Regions from separate parts of the Triticum aestivum genome. Here region 2 is linked to region 1. Evidence: chromatin contacts called from public Hi-C data. All regions are on one chromosome and are shown on one strand. Each heading gives the region's core, a stretch centred on a gene start, on an enhancer-like site or on the middle of the called end of the contact. The rest is flanking DNA. Distances are from core to core; before and after follow the strand shown.

What was found. A called contact is a pair of places that touch in the nucleus more often than the background predicts.
Region 2: a Hi-C map of leaf shows a contact between it and region 1, with 3 times the contacts expected there. The contact joins the promoter of LOC123051563 here to the enhancer-like site in region 1. A contact is called at or near these places in 2 of 5 Hi-C or Micro-C datasets (both in leaf).

What each region holds. Positions count from the first base shown.
Region 1 is chr2D:61,642,602-61,649,857 of IWGSC CS RefSeq v2.1, forward strand. No RefSeq gene overlaps it. Among protein-coding and RNA genes, the nearest start is that of LOC123048709, 18 kb to the right of the region's middle. Within about 2 kb of position 4,245, at least 2 of the 8 cell types and tissues checked have an H3K27ac peak or open chromatin away from gene starts, as enhancers often do. A contact at or near this core is called in leaf, where this site is marked.
Region 2 is chr2D:62,042,081-62,049,187 of IWGSC CS RefSeq v2.1, forward strand. It overlaps LOC123051563 (WEB family protein At2g38370), which reads right to left and starts at 2,405. Exons shown (of 2, transcript XM_044474473.1): 1 at 2,067-2,405; 2 at 1-1,773. The coding sequence starts at 2,285. The coding sequence ends at 124.

The DNA of each region.
Region 1 (7,256 bases), core at 2,995-5,494:
GGTGCACATGCAGCGCGCCACTTGTCGCAACCTGAGAGTTTTCCTTTTTTTGTAGATCCGTTTATTCAAAACGTTTTATCTCTCAAACCATGCATCCAAATCTCGAACCGCTTTCATCGTTGGATTCCTCACGGCGAGATCTTCAAAATTAGATCCCATGTTGATAGGTTTTAACGAACTTTTTTTACAAAAAAAGGATGAAAATACCAAATCGGGAGCACGGGTTTTTTCCCTTTCCGAAAGAGGCACGCCCGTGCCTCTCACGAAATCACAACCGTGCCTCCCACTGAAGCAAAACCGTGACTCTCGCAGAAGGAAAAAAAAGAAAATGTGTTTTTTTCCGTTTCCAACGAGGCACGGCGGTGACTCTCGTGAAAGCACAACCGTTCCTCTTGCGGAAGTAAAACCGTGACTCTTGCGAAAAAATAGAAAATGCATTTTTTTCGTTTTCGAGAGGCACGGCCGTGACTCTCGCAAAAGCAAAACCATGCCTCTCGCGGAAGCAAAACCGTGACTCTCGCGAAAGTAAAAAGAAAAAAACGCGTTTTTTCGTGCAAAAATATTTTTTTCTAATTTTTTTATTGGAAAGCTAAGGAAGACAGGTGGAAAACCAAAACGTCGAAAAAACCATTTTAAAAGCCAAAAACGCGTGCGAAAAAAAACCCGGAGGGAGCGCCCAAAGTGCGACACGTGGTGAACGGCTAAGAGTGCGCCAAGTGGCACTGATCGTTGCGAGGCTCCTGAAGGAGTGCTCGTTAACTAGCTGCTCTCTGCTCTCCCACCAAGAGATTTAATATGCAGCGCGGAAAATCCTATATGCCGCGGAATGCAAATAGGAGCCAATTCATACAGGGTTATGCATCCAAGGATAGACCATTTTGCCAAACGCAGAGGCTACTTCTTTCTTTTTCTCCTCTTTCCTTTTCCTTTTTATTATGTTTCTATATTTTCTGTTTTCTCCTTTCTCCCTTTTTTTTAAATATCACTAATGTAGAACAATTCAATACTTTAAAGACTTTTTCCGAAATTTTAAAAATTGTTTGTGTTTTTGAAAAATGTTAGAATTCCAATTGTTTAAAAAAAACTGAATTTATTTTCACGTTTTGTAAAAAATTCGCATTTTTCACAATATTTGTTTATTTTGACGAAAATTTAAAAAATGCTGGTGAATTAAAAAATCTTTCATGTTTCCAAAAAAGTTGATAATTTTTGGAAAAAAATGTTCGTTTCTTATGTTCCAATAATGTTCAAAAGTTTTGGAATTTTAAGTAAATGTTCACAATTTTGAAAAAACATATGTTTAAAAAACAACTCGCTTTTTTAAGAAATGTTTTAAATTTCAGAAAATTGTTCGTATTTTCAAAATTAATTCATGTTTTAAATGGGAATGAAATATTAAATTCGGTATATGTTTTTAGAACAGAATGTTTTTTAATTACTTGAACATTTTTTTTAATTTGTGAACATCTTTTGACATTCCAAACAAATTTATTAATTCAAAGACTAAATGAATTTTGGACACTATGAATAATTTATTCAAAGTTTCAATTTTTTCTAGAAAGGGGACAAAATTTTAAAAACCAAAAACAGTAAAAAAAAATAAGAAACCGAAAAAGAATAGAAATAAAATTAACCGCCACACCCAGTCCCCAGTCTATCCTTGATGGGCTGGCTTTGTCAGTCCCTTACTTTGCGACAGGTTGGCTTTTTTTTTTGCAAATATTTGTTGTACCGGTGTTGCCGGGGAAATATATGGTACTCCCACCCCGAGGGTGCTTCCGGTGCTCCAAAACTCGGTAGCACATTTTTAAGTGTTTGAAAAATTCTTAAAAAAATCCATCACATTGACGCAACATCAAAGTATGTTGTCAAAAAATATGAAATCAAAATTCGAAACATAGCTTGAGAAACATAAATGACAAATTCGACAGTAAATAGGACAACATAAGTTCGGCTTTAGATTAGGCCCATTATCACATTGATATCCATTTTGTCATTTTTTTATCTGGAGCAATGTTTTGCATTTTGATTTGAATTTTTTTAACAACATAAGTTGATGTGTCAATGTGCTGTATTTTTTAGAATTTTTTAAACATTTAAAATGTGCTATCGAGTTTGGAGCACCGGGAGTATCAGATATTTCCCACGGTGTTGCCGTAGGGCTTGCTCCACCAGCAGCATGGCAAGCCCTGTCACTTGTGTGACTTTATTATTTCTGAAAAAAGAAAAACACTCGTGAGGCTTTTTTTTTTGCCGGGAACACTTATGAGACTTTAATGTTTCTAAAAAAATTGTGAGGCTTTAATTTCCTCTTTTTCTGCATCGTTCCATGCCTAAATTTTTTGCTAGATTTTTTTATTTGTCTGATTTTTGAACCATGAGAATGCTATTCAACACTCACTAGGCGGTTTAAGGAGTGACGATGTTACTCTGGCTCTCATTGATGCGCATCATTTTATTTTTGTGGTCACTAGATAGTGGAATCTTGTTTGTTTGCCGTCTACTACACTCATTGGCGTGTAGTTGTTTCGTTTTCCTTTCGTGAAAACAGATGTTTTTCTACTTCTAGTAGGGGAAAATGAATACAGCTGGCGTTTTAAGAAGTGGTCTGATTAACTCTTACCTTCTTATCTATTATGTGAAAAGAGGACGTAAGAGGAACCATATTAAAATTAGCCTTTTCTGCATATATCTGGATCTCGTCGTGACATTCCTTTCCCATACGATCAAAAAGAAAAAAGAAAAAACAAACCGGGTTCCACTTTCAATCACATGCGTAGTATAAGAGCATCTACAGCCGAGCGCCTCAAATCCGCCTCATACGTTCGGGCGGGTCGCTCGGTCACTGTCCAGTCACGATATTTTGACCTAGACGTCCCACTCAAACTGCCCTCAAACGCCCGGCTGACCGGCACCCCTCTTATCCAACCTAAATATGAGGCGGATATGGGGCGCCCGGACACGCCCGCCACGTTGGACTGACGAAGGGGTCCCAGCCAGAAACGCCTTGAAACCTGGCGGTCTGAAGCTCGTCTCCTCCGTCAGACCGGTGGCCCCGCATGGCGCAGCTCCTGCGGGGCGCGTCGTGCCTAGCCCGGCTATTTAAGTCGACTGGCGACACCGAAACCCTACCATCTATCCACATTTTTCTCCTCCTCCTGTTCGCCGCCGCCGCCACTTTCCACTCCCCCCGTACGCCTAGTAGCCACGCTCCCATGCTGCCAGGTGAGGAGCGAAAAATTTCTGACGCTGGAGTGCTGGCTCGAACTCCTTGAGCAGATTCGGGATAGGCGTGAAGCCCGGATTGCCATGGGGCTACCTCCGGATGCAGTGGATCTGGAGGAGGAGGACGACGACGACGATGAGGAGGAGCAGGAGGATGTGGGGGACGCTGACGCGCCGATTTGCAGGCCATCCTCGATTCCCTTCGGTTGGAGTCGACTGCGGAGGCCAGCCGGCAGGAGATGGAGGCGCATGAGGCTGCAAAGGAGGCGGAGATGCTCGCCTACATGAATGAGGTCGAGCAGGAGGAGGATGAGCCGGAGGCCACCTACCCGCCCGTCCAGCCGGTGCTCGGCACCATCGTCGTGGACATCTCCGACGGCGAAGACTAGTTAGGGTAGTATGTAGAATTTCTTTGCATGCTTCGTATGGGTCTAGGGGATGAAATATGAGAGACGGATGTAGTGCTGCTAATTTGAGACGTGACCGGTCACTGTCCGTAAACGAGTCCGATCGCGTTCGCGGGCGTTTAAGAGGCTGATTTGTCAAGTCCCGCTTTAGACCTCTAACGGAACAAAGCGAAACCAGCACCCATCTCATTGTGACATTTACTACAGAAAATGCAGAGCAATCCCAAGTCTGTCTTCCCAACTACGTTGCCGTCGAGCTGTTCCAAGTGTCAACGTCTCCACCGAATAGGCAATGCCTGGTTAGTCAACCACATAATAAACACTACAGATTATTGCGGCGTACGTGCAACCAGAAATGCGGTGACCAAATTAATCGTGCGCCAGCCGCCGGACTCGCTGTGTGCCTCAAATCAAATGCCACGGTAAGATTTTGACGAGTTTCCGTGGACGACAGCGTCCAATTATTCAGCGGATTCCTCTGTCGCCATGTGATATGCTCCTCGGAGTTTCACCTCAAGATGCCCCGCGAAATGAGCTGTACACGTTCATATGGCTGGTGACAGAGTAGCTGATAGCTCGACATTGCGAACGAATGATACGGCCGCCCCATGATCAGCCGTACGGGTTTCCCCGGCCAGCTGGCACCCCATCCCAGTGTACGGTGCACACCAAACAGTCTAGCACAAGTCGCAATCCAAACCAGACGTGCCCGATCGCGCCAACAATTTGTCATCGTCTTCCTCCTTCTGTGTCTGACCGATTTTGATGGCCAATTCATCCATGGCTTCAAGAAATGTAGGCTTAAAAAGTTGTACTGGAATTCGCCTCCTTGCTGCCATGTACGTGTACCGCTTCATGTCGTTTTCGCGTGGACTTGCTTGCATTCAGGAACTTGATGCTGAAACTGCACAATACCCATCCGCTTCATCTCATTAGTACAAAAAGATTTTGCTCGGAAAAAGTGGGATGGCCAAACTGCACGAAATTGCTAACTTTGTGACAAGAGTTGTAGTACCTCTGCTAGCCTCCCTGGCTGGAAAATTATGCGTACCGCCATCGCTCAGATGGTTGGCGAGAGGGCCAGTTGATAGCTCGACATCTTGAATGATACGGTCAGAGCATTATCACCGAAAATGTCCATCCATACACCCGGCCCTCACCAATACAAGTCATCACTATCAAAAAAAGAAAGAAAAATTGAGGGACAAGTCACTATCCGAATTAAACACGTGTGGTTAAGAACTTGGCTTTTTGAAACGAGTTTGCGTTAACGATTTGTTCTTGTCATGCGAGATTGTTCTCGTCTTCCTTAACTCTACTTGCTACCTCCTTTTTCATGTGTGGGAGATGATTTCACAGCCTGAGCTGACTGACTGATTTTACTGGATGAGTCAATTCAAGCATGGCCCGAACATGGGCATCCAGCCTAAGGGTCGCTTTTTTTTTCATGTCTTTTTCTGCTGAAGTTTATCTGTATCATAAATTTATCGTTGGAATTACAGGATATGTTGTGCTGCATATTTGCTTCTTGGCAAGAGGGAGACGCGCGAACAACCCTACCGTGCGACCTTGATAGCGTGCGTGCATGCCACATTGTCGGGACCTTCAGACATTGCCATGCCACACTGGCCATACATAGTTAAAACACCCCTGAACTTAGGAGTTGAGACTGCAAAATAAAATACAGATTTGGTTATTGACTTGCGTTGTTAATGAGCTTGATACCATTGACATCACCTTTTCTTTCTTAAGAAATCGACAGGCGAGCTGCTCTTTAAATTATCATAGAAAGGGCACCACTTTCTTATTGAAGCCACACCGGGGAGTTTGTTGTTACTGCTGCACCACCGCCACCAAGCTGGTACTCCTACAACATTTTGGACCCAAGAATTCCATTTTGGAGCCATCTTCTTGGATAAAACATATCCACTCATCACCAACGGTCGCTGATAAGTTTACATCACATGGCCACATGTTACTTGGCACTATCCCCAAGTTCGTCAGAGCATCTCTAGCACACCCCGCATAAGTGGTCAAACCCGTAAAAAAATTGCGTTTTACAGTTTTGGGCAAAAAAAGTGTCCAGAACAGAAACCGTAAAAGTAGTCCAACCCGTAAAAATTTTAAGGCCCACCGCAAATGCACACCTGAAACCCTTATCTTTGGAGGTTGGAAGGCCGAATATAGGGGGGCCCGTATACCGGTCAAACCTCGTCGGAGCAAACACGTCGCCGCGGAGTTTGCCGGAATCCGCCCTAAACTCGCCGGAATTCATCACCGCACATCGGAAAAGGCCGCTAGACGCCGCAATCGAGCGCCGCTGGTTTGAATTGGACGAGCTCGACATCGTCGTGGCCTCCTATGACCTCAGCCTGGCCGCCGGAATCCTCCCGACGCGGCAGGCAAAGGGGCACGGCTCGCCTGGCAATAGAGCAAGGCGCGGACGACGGAGGCGACGGGGCGTGGCCGGCAAGGCTGGGCGCGGACGACAGAGGCGACGGGGCGTGGCCGGCGAGGCTGGGCGTGGCCGGCGAGGCTGGGCGCGACCGGCGCGGTGATGGGGCGTGACCGGCAAGGACGAGGCGCGACCGATGGGCGATGGGGCGCGGCCGACGGGCGACGGGGCATGGCCTGCGGGCGACGGGGCGCGGCCGACGGGGTTAGGCGTGGCCGGCTGGAGGAAGGGGCGGCAACGGCCGGACTAGAGGAAGGAGCTCTTTATTTCAGTTTTACAGTTTGTTTTACAGTATCTATTCGGCCGCGCTAGTTTTCGATCCGCAAACGCGGTCATCGTAAAACTGCAAACGCGTTTTGCGGGTCAAGTTTTTGCGAGGTCTGCTAGAGTTGCTCTGTCTGAGCACTCACTCCATCACTGAACCTGCTTCAGCCCGTCATCTCATCCCGTCCCATTGGTTCACCCGATTTTCACCCATGTGGGGATGCACCAGGCAATAATTGGTGGCGGAGAAGCGTTCGCACCGATCGTCACTTGCGCCACTTTTTTTTTCTTTTTGATTGTGCAAAAACAACAATATTTTGTGCAAATTATGAGAGGTGAGGTGTCCGACTGATGATAAGGACCCATGGCTATGGCTATAGGGCAGCAGTAGTACAATGATAGGGGTGCAGCAGTGCAAGAGGGACACTCCACATAAGGATTTTGCTGCCGCTTAGCATGGACAACTCTAGCAGTAGCATTAATCGTAACCTAGTTTGATTGATGATGATCGGTGGCCACAAGTTCGGTGCGTTTTCGTCCTCTTTTTCTGAATGATTACCGTTAGTTTTTGCATTCCTCCTCCGTTTGTGATGCATGGATGATTCCCCGTGTTTTGTCAGTCTGCGCTTTTGTTTTTAACAATTTACGGTTGTATAGCGCCCGGGTCAGGTCATCGCATCGGCCCATGCCGTGGCCTCGTGAGTGAAATTCACCGGAAAAATGCTGCGGCGTAATTAAGCTCCGTACTTCAGCTAATCCGCGGCAGGCTGGCCCCCGATCGATCGCTGCCGCGGCAGGAACAAGCGTGCACGGCACCGAGCCTCTTCATCCTTATCCGGGCGCCATGGAGGTTGGCCGTCGCGGTGGTGCCGGTGTCTCCATCGGGCCAGGCGCGTCGCAGGTAG
Region 2 (7,107 bases), core at 1,155-3,654, 400 kb after region 1:
ATATCAGAACCTCATTAGACCTAGAAACATATACTCCTCCTAGGAACATTGTACATGAACACAGACATGGAAATAGGGGGTCAAAACACTCAGTAACTAGCTAGTGTTCTGGCAGAGTTAACATCAGTTCTCATCTGACCCTCTCTTCTTCTTGCTCTTAGCCTGCTTAGCCAGGAAAACTGAAAGCCCAGTGAAGGCAAACTTCTTCCTCTTTCCTGAGAATTTGTTGTTAGCACTTGTATCACTGCTATAAGTCAAGATTGCCTGCCTCCTGTTCAGGATCTGACCGAGGGAGATGCTAGAGGTTTCACTCGTACTCGTGTCGTCCGACACGCTCTTGTCGTACCCATCAGGCCCCATTAGCTTCATACTCAGTATCTGCCCGATCGACAGTGTCGGCTTCATGGAGTTGTCTGAAACATCGATGATGTCCATGCAGTGAGAGTCATCTCTGTGGCGATGTGCTGCAGTTTTGAACTTGGGGGAGCCACGGAATGAGCGCCTCTTGTGTCCGGTCTCCGATCGGCATCTCTGAAGGGTCTCTTCCACCGCAAACTTTCTTCGGTTGGCAGTCTCTACCCTCTTCAGAGCCTCCTGCAGTGCCTTCTTGCATTCCTCAACCTCCATTTTGGCTTCTTCCAGCCTTGTGAGTGACTCCGACTTTGATTGGTTGGCTTCGTCGACATGGACCATGGCAGCTGCAATCTTGTTCCTTGAGCTTTCATCGGCCTCTCGAGCCATCGAAGCAAGCTCGGAGTACTCTTCCACTGAAAGGCTCACTCCATCTTCACCCTGGAGACCTTCAGCTGAGGCTTCACTGCAGAGTAGGGCCTTGATCTCAGCTAGTGCAAGAGCTTCAGCTGCCCTTGCTGCTTCCTCCATCTTCTTGGCAGCAAGACATCTCACTTCAGCAGTGCCGATGGTGGCCTTGGTCTGCTCAATCTCGGCAGCTAACATCATGGCTTCAGATTTCGACGCATTTGCTGCATTCCTGAGCTGCTCTATCTCGGTAGTCATCCTCTTGATCTCGAAGAAGATGTCCGAGGGGTCCTCGCGCCTTCTCTGCAGGTCCTTCAGCGTCTGCAGCTTCTGCGTGGTCTGGTCCAGCTCCTGCTTCAGAGAAGAAACCAAGGTGGCGTCCGAGGACACCTTCTCCCGGCTCCTCTCCACCAAGACTTTCTCCGTCGCGATGTCGTTGCGCAGCGACTCGATGGAGGCTCTTATGGCAGCGAGATCACCCGTGGTTCTGTTCAGGTTCGACTTTGCCTGCTCGAGCTCCATCAGAACCAAGTTAGTATGCTGCTGCTGCTGCTCTTGTTCGTCTAGGCCGGCGCACATGTCCACATCGGCTCCATCATTTCCCTCAGGCTGCCTCACTTCAGGTTCTGCTGCTTGCATTTCTGCACCTTCAGCATTTCCCTCAGGCTGCTGCTTTGCTTCAGGTTCTGCTGTTTGCTCTTCTTCGGTAGCTTCAGCGTTTCCTTCAGGCTGCTTCACTTCAGGTTCTGCTGTGGGCACTTCAGTGAGAGAGCAATTGCTCTCTTGCTGTTGCTGCTGCTTCTCTTCTTCAGGCTGCAATGTATCTTCAGCCGTTTTCTTCTGAATCTTGAGCTTCAAATCTGCGATGATCTTCTTGGCAGACTCGAGTTGTTTGAGCACATCGAGCGTCTCCCTCTCCTTGGCGCCGAGCTCCTTCTCTATCTGCGCCGTCTGCTCCGCCAGATTGACGCATTGCTCGTCTTCAGTCCCCCCACACACAGTCTGGTTCTGTTTCTGCAGGCGGAAAATGTGGCAAGAACAAAATCAATCGAGAGAAGAGAAACATTAGTGCTGGCTGATTTTACTAGCCGCATTTGCCACCGAATCGCGGACAAGAACCGCTCCGCTCTGCTCCTAATTGAATGACGAACTAACCCAAAGTACAGGGGTACGGCCATGTAGTACTGTGCAAGAACAAAAAGTACTCTGCGGAACAGGAGATGGCACCGTTCCTCCGCCAATAATGTAAATCGGGGCAAGATGAGCCGCGGCAAGATGGAGAAGAGGGGGGAGGAGGTCGCACTGACCTTGTGGTGCGCGAAGATGCGGTTGACGAGGTGGGAGCTCCAGGCGGCGCTGCCGCCGAAGCGGTCGACGGCCTCCCGCACGGACTCGAACGGCGCCGAGGTGTCGATCTCCGCCCTGCCGCCGCCGACGCCGCACGCGCCAGCGGAGGCCGGGGCCAGGTCCTCGCCGTTCACCGGGACGCGCACGGGGAGCAGGGGCGGCCGGGCCTCCTCTTCCATTCCTTTCTCTCTCGGGTCCTGCGCGTGCTGCTGGGTCAGGGTTCTTGGGTTTGGGCGAAGAGCGAGGGAGAGAGTGGGGTGGGGTGGGGTGGTGGGTGGGCTGCAAGCGGACAACGGGGGAGTGTGGCTCGCTTCGCTTGGGTAGTAGTCGGATTTAATAGTGGTCGTTGACCGGCTGCTGCTGAGGTAGCCGTTGGGCCGAGACTGAGACTGCTGCACGCTTGTCGCTAATCACGGCAGCAAATGGAGCAGTGGCGGTGTACATTAAGCATGATGACACGGAAAACAGTGCGGCTGAGGCAGCTCTTCGTCACGGCCGGACCCGCGGGTGGTTCTTTCTTCCTTTAATCTTTGTGGTGGCAGAGGGCCGTTGCGCACTGCGTGACAACTCCCTCGGCGGTGCACGAGCGTCCTGCCATGCTTGCTTGCATTATTACCGCGGCGTCGGCCTTGCGGTGCCGACCGTCGTTCGGCGGGCATCACGAGGTGGCAGTGAATTGAGCCGTTGCTTGGATACATCATCTCTTGTCACGGTCCCTCGTACCACTGCTCTCTCTCTCTCCTCTCTTTCAGTGATTCACTCTCTTTCACATGACGACGATTGACAACAGTGACATGGGCTTGGCTGCATAGTTCAAAAAACCGGATTGGCAACCAAATGGCGGTTCAGGTGTTCATCGGTTTGACCATCGGGTTAGTCATCGGTTCGCTGGGTAGATTCTTTTAAGCCTATCATCATCACATGAGTTGCTACCGATGGGACAAAACCTACTTGTAGTTAGTACAAATTTGGGTCATCTATTTTGAAACAGAGGGAGTAGAAGCTATGAACAGAAAGTTTCGCCATGCATTTTACCCTCCAGCTCTTCCCCTTCCCAAGTCCCCATGACAAGTTAAAACATGGTGTATGTAATAAATTTGCGATAGTCTAAGAAAATAAATTACCATGGTCTAGTTTTTTTTTTCCCATGATACCTGTAATAAAATTGCACATCGCAAAAATAGGAAAAATGTTCTTTATAAACATTTCAACTTTTGAATTTGTCTAACGGTCACAATGCAAATTTATGAATTCTGTTCTTTAAAATAAGATGGCAAGGTTAGGGGATTTATTCTTTGAAACGATGGCAAATTTAGGATTTGGCTATGCACACATGAGACAAGTGTAATTCCTAAGATTGTCGTTTGACCATTACAATTTTCCATGTTTTGGGACACAAAATTAATAAAATTTCCATAACATAATTAATAAAATTGCCATGGTCTGAAGAATAAAAATTGCCATGATACCAAAAAATAAAACTAACATGGTCTAAAACATAATTGCCGTGCTACATAAATAGAAGCTGACATGGTCTATTAATTAATGAAATTACCATGGTCTAAGTAATTAAATTGCCAAGACTAAAAATAAAATTGTCATGGTACATACATTTAAACGGTCATGGTCTAATTAATAAAATTGTCATGCTCTGAGTAATAAAATTGCCATGGCACCTACAAAAAAGTAACATGTTCTAATTAATAAAAACGTCATGGCTAATTAGTAAAGTTGCCATGATACCTGTAAAAAAATTGTGCATGGCAAAATAGGAAAAATGTTCTCTAAAACATTTAAAATTTTGAAATATCATAATGGGTACATGTCAAAATTTATGAGCCATGCTTTTATATAAAAGTTGCCATGTGCAAAGCTCTCAAGATGCTATGAAAGGGAAAAAAGTCTTTAAGTTACCATGATATTTTCCATGTGCATTGATCATAATTTTCCGAGGAAAAATCATTTTAAAAGTTCCCAAGAATTCAAAAACATCTATAAAAGTTTCCATGGCAAAATCCATGTTGAAAACATAGGCATTTAAAGGATCGATATAGTTGACTAGAGGGGGGGGGGGGTGAATAGGCAACTAACAATTTTTAGCTTTTCTTTACCAATTTATACCTTGCATCAAAGTAGGTTGTCTAGATATGCAACTAGGTGAGCAACCTATATGATGCAACAACAACAAGCGCACAAGCAAGAAAGGGATACAACACAATATAAGCGTGCACAAGTAAAGGTAAGAGATAACCAAGAGTGGAGCCGGTGGAGACAAGGATGTGTTACCGAAGTTCCTTCCTTTTGAGGGGAAGTACGTCTTCGTTAGAGCGGTGTGGAGGCACAATGCTCCCCAAGAAGCCACTAGGGCCACCGTATTCTCCTCACGCCCTCACACAATGCGAGATGCCGTGATTACACTATTGGTGCCCTTGAAGGCGGCGACCGGACCTTTACAAACAAGGTTGGGGCAATCTCCACAACTTAATTGGAGGCTCCCAACGACACCACAAAGCTTCACCACAATGGACTATGGCTCCGCGGTGACCTCAACCGTCTAGGGTGCTCAAACACCCAAGAGTAACAAGATCCGCTAGGGATAAGTGGGGGGAATCAAATTTCTCTTGGTGGAAGTGTAGATCGGGGCCTTCTCAACCAATCCCGAGCAAATCAACAAGTTTGATTGGCTAGGGAGAGAGATCGGGCGAAAATGGAGCTTGGAGCAACAATGGAGCTTTTGGGGGAAGAGGTGAGTCAACTTTGGGGAAGAAGACCTCCTTATATAGTGGGGGGAACAATCCAACCGTTACCCCCACAACAGCCCCGTAGAGGGCGGTACTACCGCAGGAGGCAGTGGTACTACCGCTGGTTACAGCGGTACTACCGCTCCCGAGGGCGGTACTACCGTGGAGCCTGGAGGGCAGGAGAGGACAGATCCGAGCGGTACTGCCGCGGCGGTTGGACGGTACTACCGCTCGTGAGCGGTACTGCCGCCCTACTGCCGCTGCGAAGTACCGCACTATCCGACACGAAAAAAGACCCCTCGAATCGAGACGGTAGGGGCCTGGTACCGTAGCGGTACTACTGCTGAGGACCCACCAGCGGTACTACCGCTGCGGAGCGGTACTGCCGCTTCTGACCCCCAAGCGGTACTACCGATGGGTACCGCGGTACTACCGCTAGGACCAGACTCAGCCCAAGGAGAGAGGAAGCAAAGCTCCAATGAAGCGGAAAGGCACAGAGGGTGTAAAGAGGATGTGTACGTGTTGATTCCACCCTAGCCTTGCCAAAGCGGACCTCCTCTTGATAGTACGGTGATCCCTATGAAACTAGTCCACCAAACTAATTCGAAAGGACTACACCGTCTTCGCTTCAAACTCTGAGGGGAGGTAATCGTCTCGTGCCAAAGGATGAATCTCTGAAAACACTCAATGCACACGATTAGTCCGCAAAAGCATTGTCATCAATCACCAAAATATCTTACGGATAAATATGCCCTTACAATCTCCCCCTTTTTGGTGGATTGATGACAATACGGGATTTGCACAAACGGGAAAAGACAAAGGACATAAGCAAACCCCCAAGTCTCTAAAATATAGACGGGCTCCCCCTAGATGTGTGCCATCAAGATAAGTGCTTTGGACTGCACGACACACATACTAGGATCAACACTCCCCCTGTATTTTAGAGACCAACAACCTAAGCGTGATACAAGAGAGCAGGATATATAACATAATAAGCATGCAACTCATGAGATACCAAAAGACTAGAGACATAGATAAAGATATGATAAGGATAAGGTAGCATATGTCTCACACCATATGACTGGAACTTAGGTCTCACGGAACACAAAACCAAACAAAGCACAAGGTAGCAAACACAACGAAAGCACAAAGACAAAGACACACTCGCAACACAACGACGCAAATTCCTAAACTCTCTCCCCCTTTGGCATCGAGACACCAAAAGGGGCAAAGAGCTAACCTACGGCTCCAGGTGAGAGCATGCTGAGGATCTCGAACATCAGGACTCTGCGTGATCATCTGCACCACCATCCTCGGCCGGAAACTGCTCGGCATCTGAATCGGTCCACGGACAGTGCTGCTGGATCCACTCCTCCTCCTCAGTGATCTGACCCTCAGAGCCGCTGGTGACTGTCGCACCCAACTGACGCATAAGCTCCTTGTGACGTCCCCTTGCCTTCTTCTCAGCCACATGAGTCATGTACTGACCGTGAGACTCCATGCAGAACAACTTCTTCATCTTGTGTTTGAGCTTCTTTGCCCAAGAGGGTTCTGCCGCAGAAGGCTCTGTCCCAGAAGGCACATAATCCTCATCGTCATCATCGGCCTCATCCTCGCCCTCGGTCTCCATGGCAGCAGCAGAAGACGGAACCCCAGATGTAGGAACGGAGGTGCCCCAATTATCCTTCTTCCTCAGACGCTTGATTTCATGAGAAACCAACTCTCCAGTTTCCAGCTGCTCCGCGGGAAAGGAACGTCTCCAGGCCTTCTCAATGAGCAACATGATGAATGGACCATAGATCGGGCACTTGCGCTCAGAAATGGCAGTGAGAAGTTCAGACCACATAACATGAGAGATGTCCAGGGACTCGCCAGTGTTTGCTTCCTTCTCACGCTGGCAGAAGAGAAGCATATCCACGAGATAGGAGTGAACCATATCCAGATTCCCGATGCGAGGAAAGAGGGTCTCTCGAAAGACACGATGAAGGATGTCCAGGTAGGCAGACAACTCATAGGTCTCCTTCTTAGTCACAGGGTGAACCTTCACAGTGCAGTAGGGCCAAAGGGCTTGCTTGTGAGTGGAGTTGACATTGTGGTGAGGGCGAAAGCCAACAGGAGTCTCAAGCCCGCGATCTTCCACATGAAGTAACTCCATGAAGGCCTTCCACTTGACAGACAGTAACTTGCCATTTGTCATCCAGGTTAGAGTCCTTTCTTCATCAGTTCCAAGATGGACAGTAGCAAAGAACTGAGCCACCAA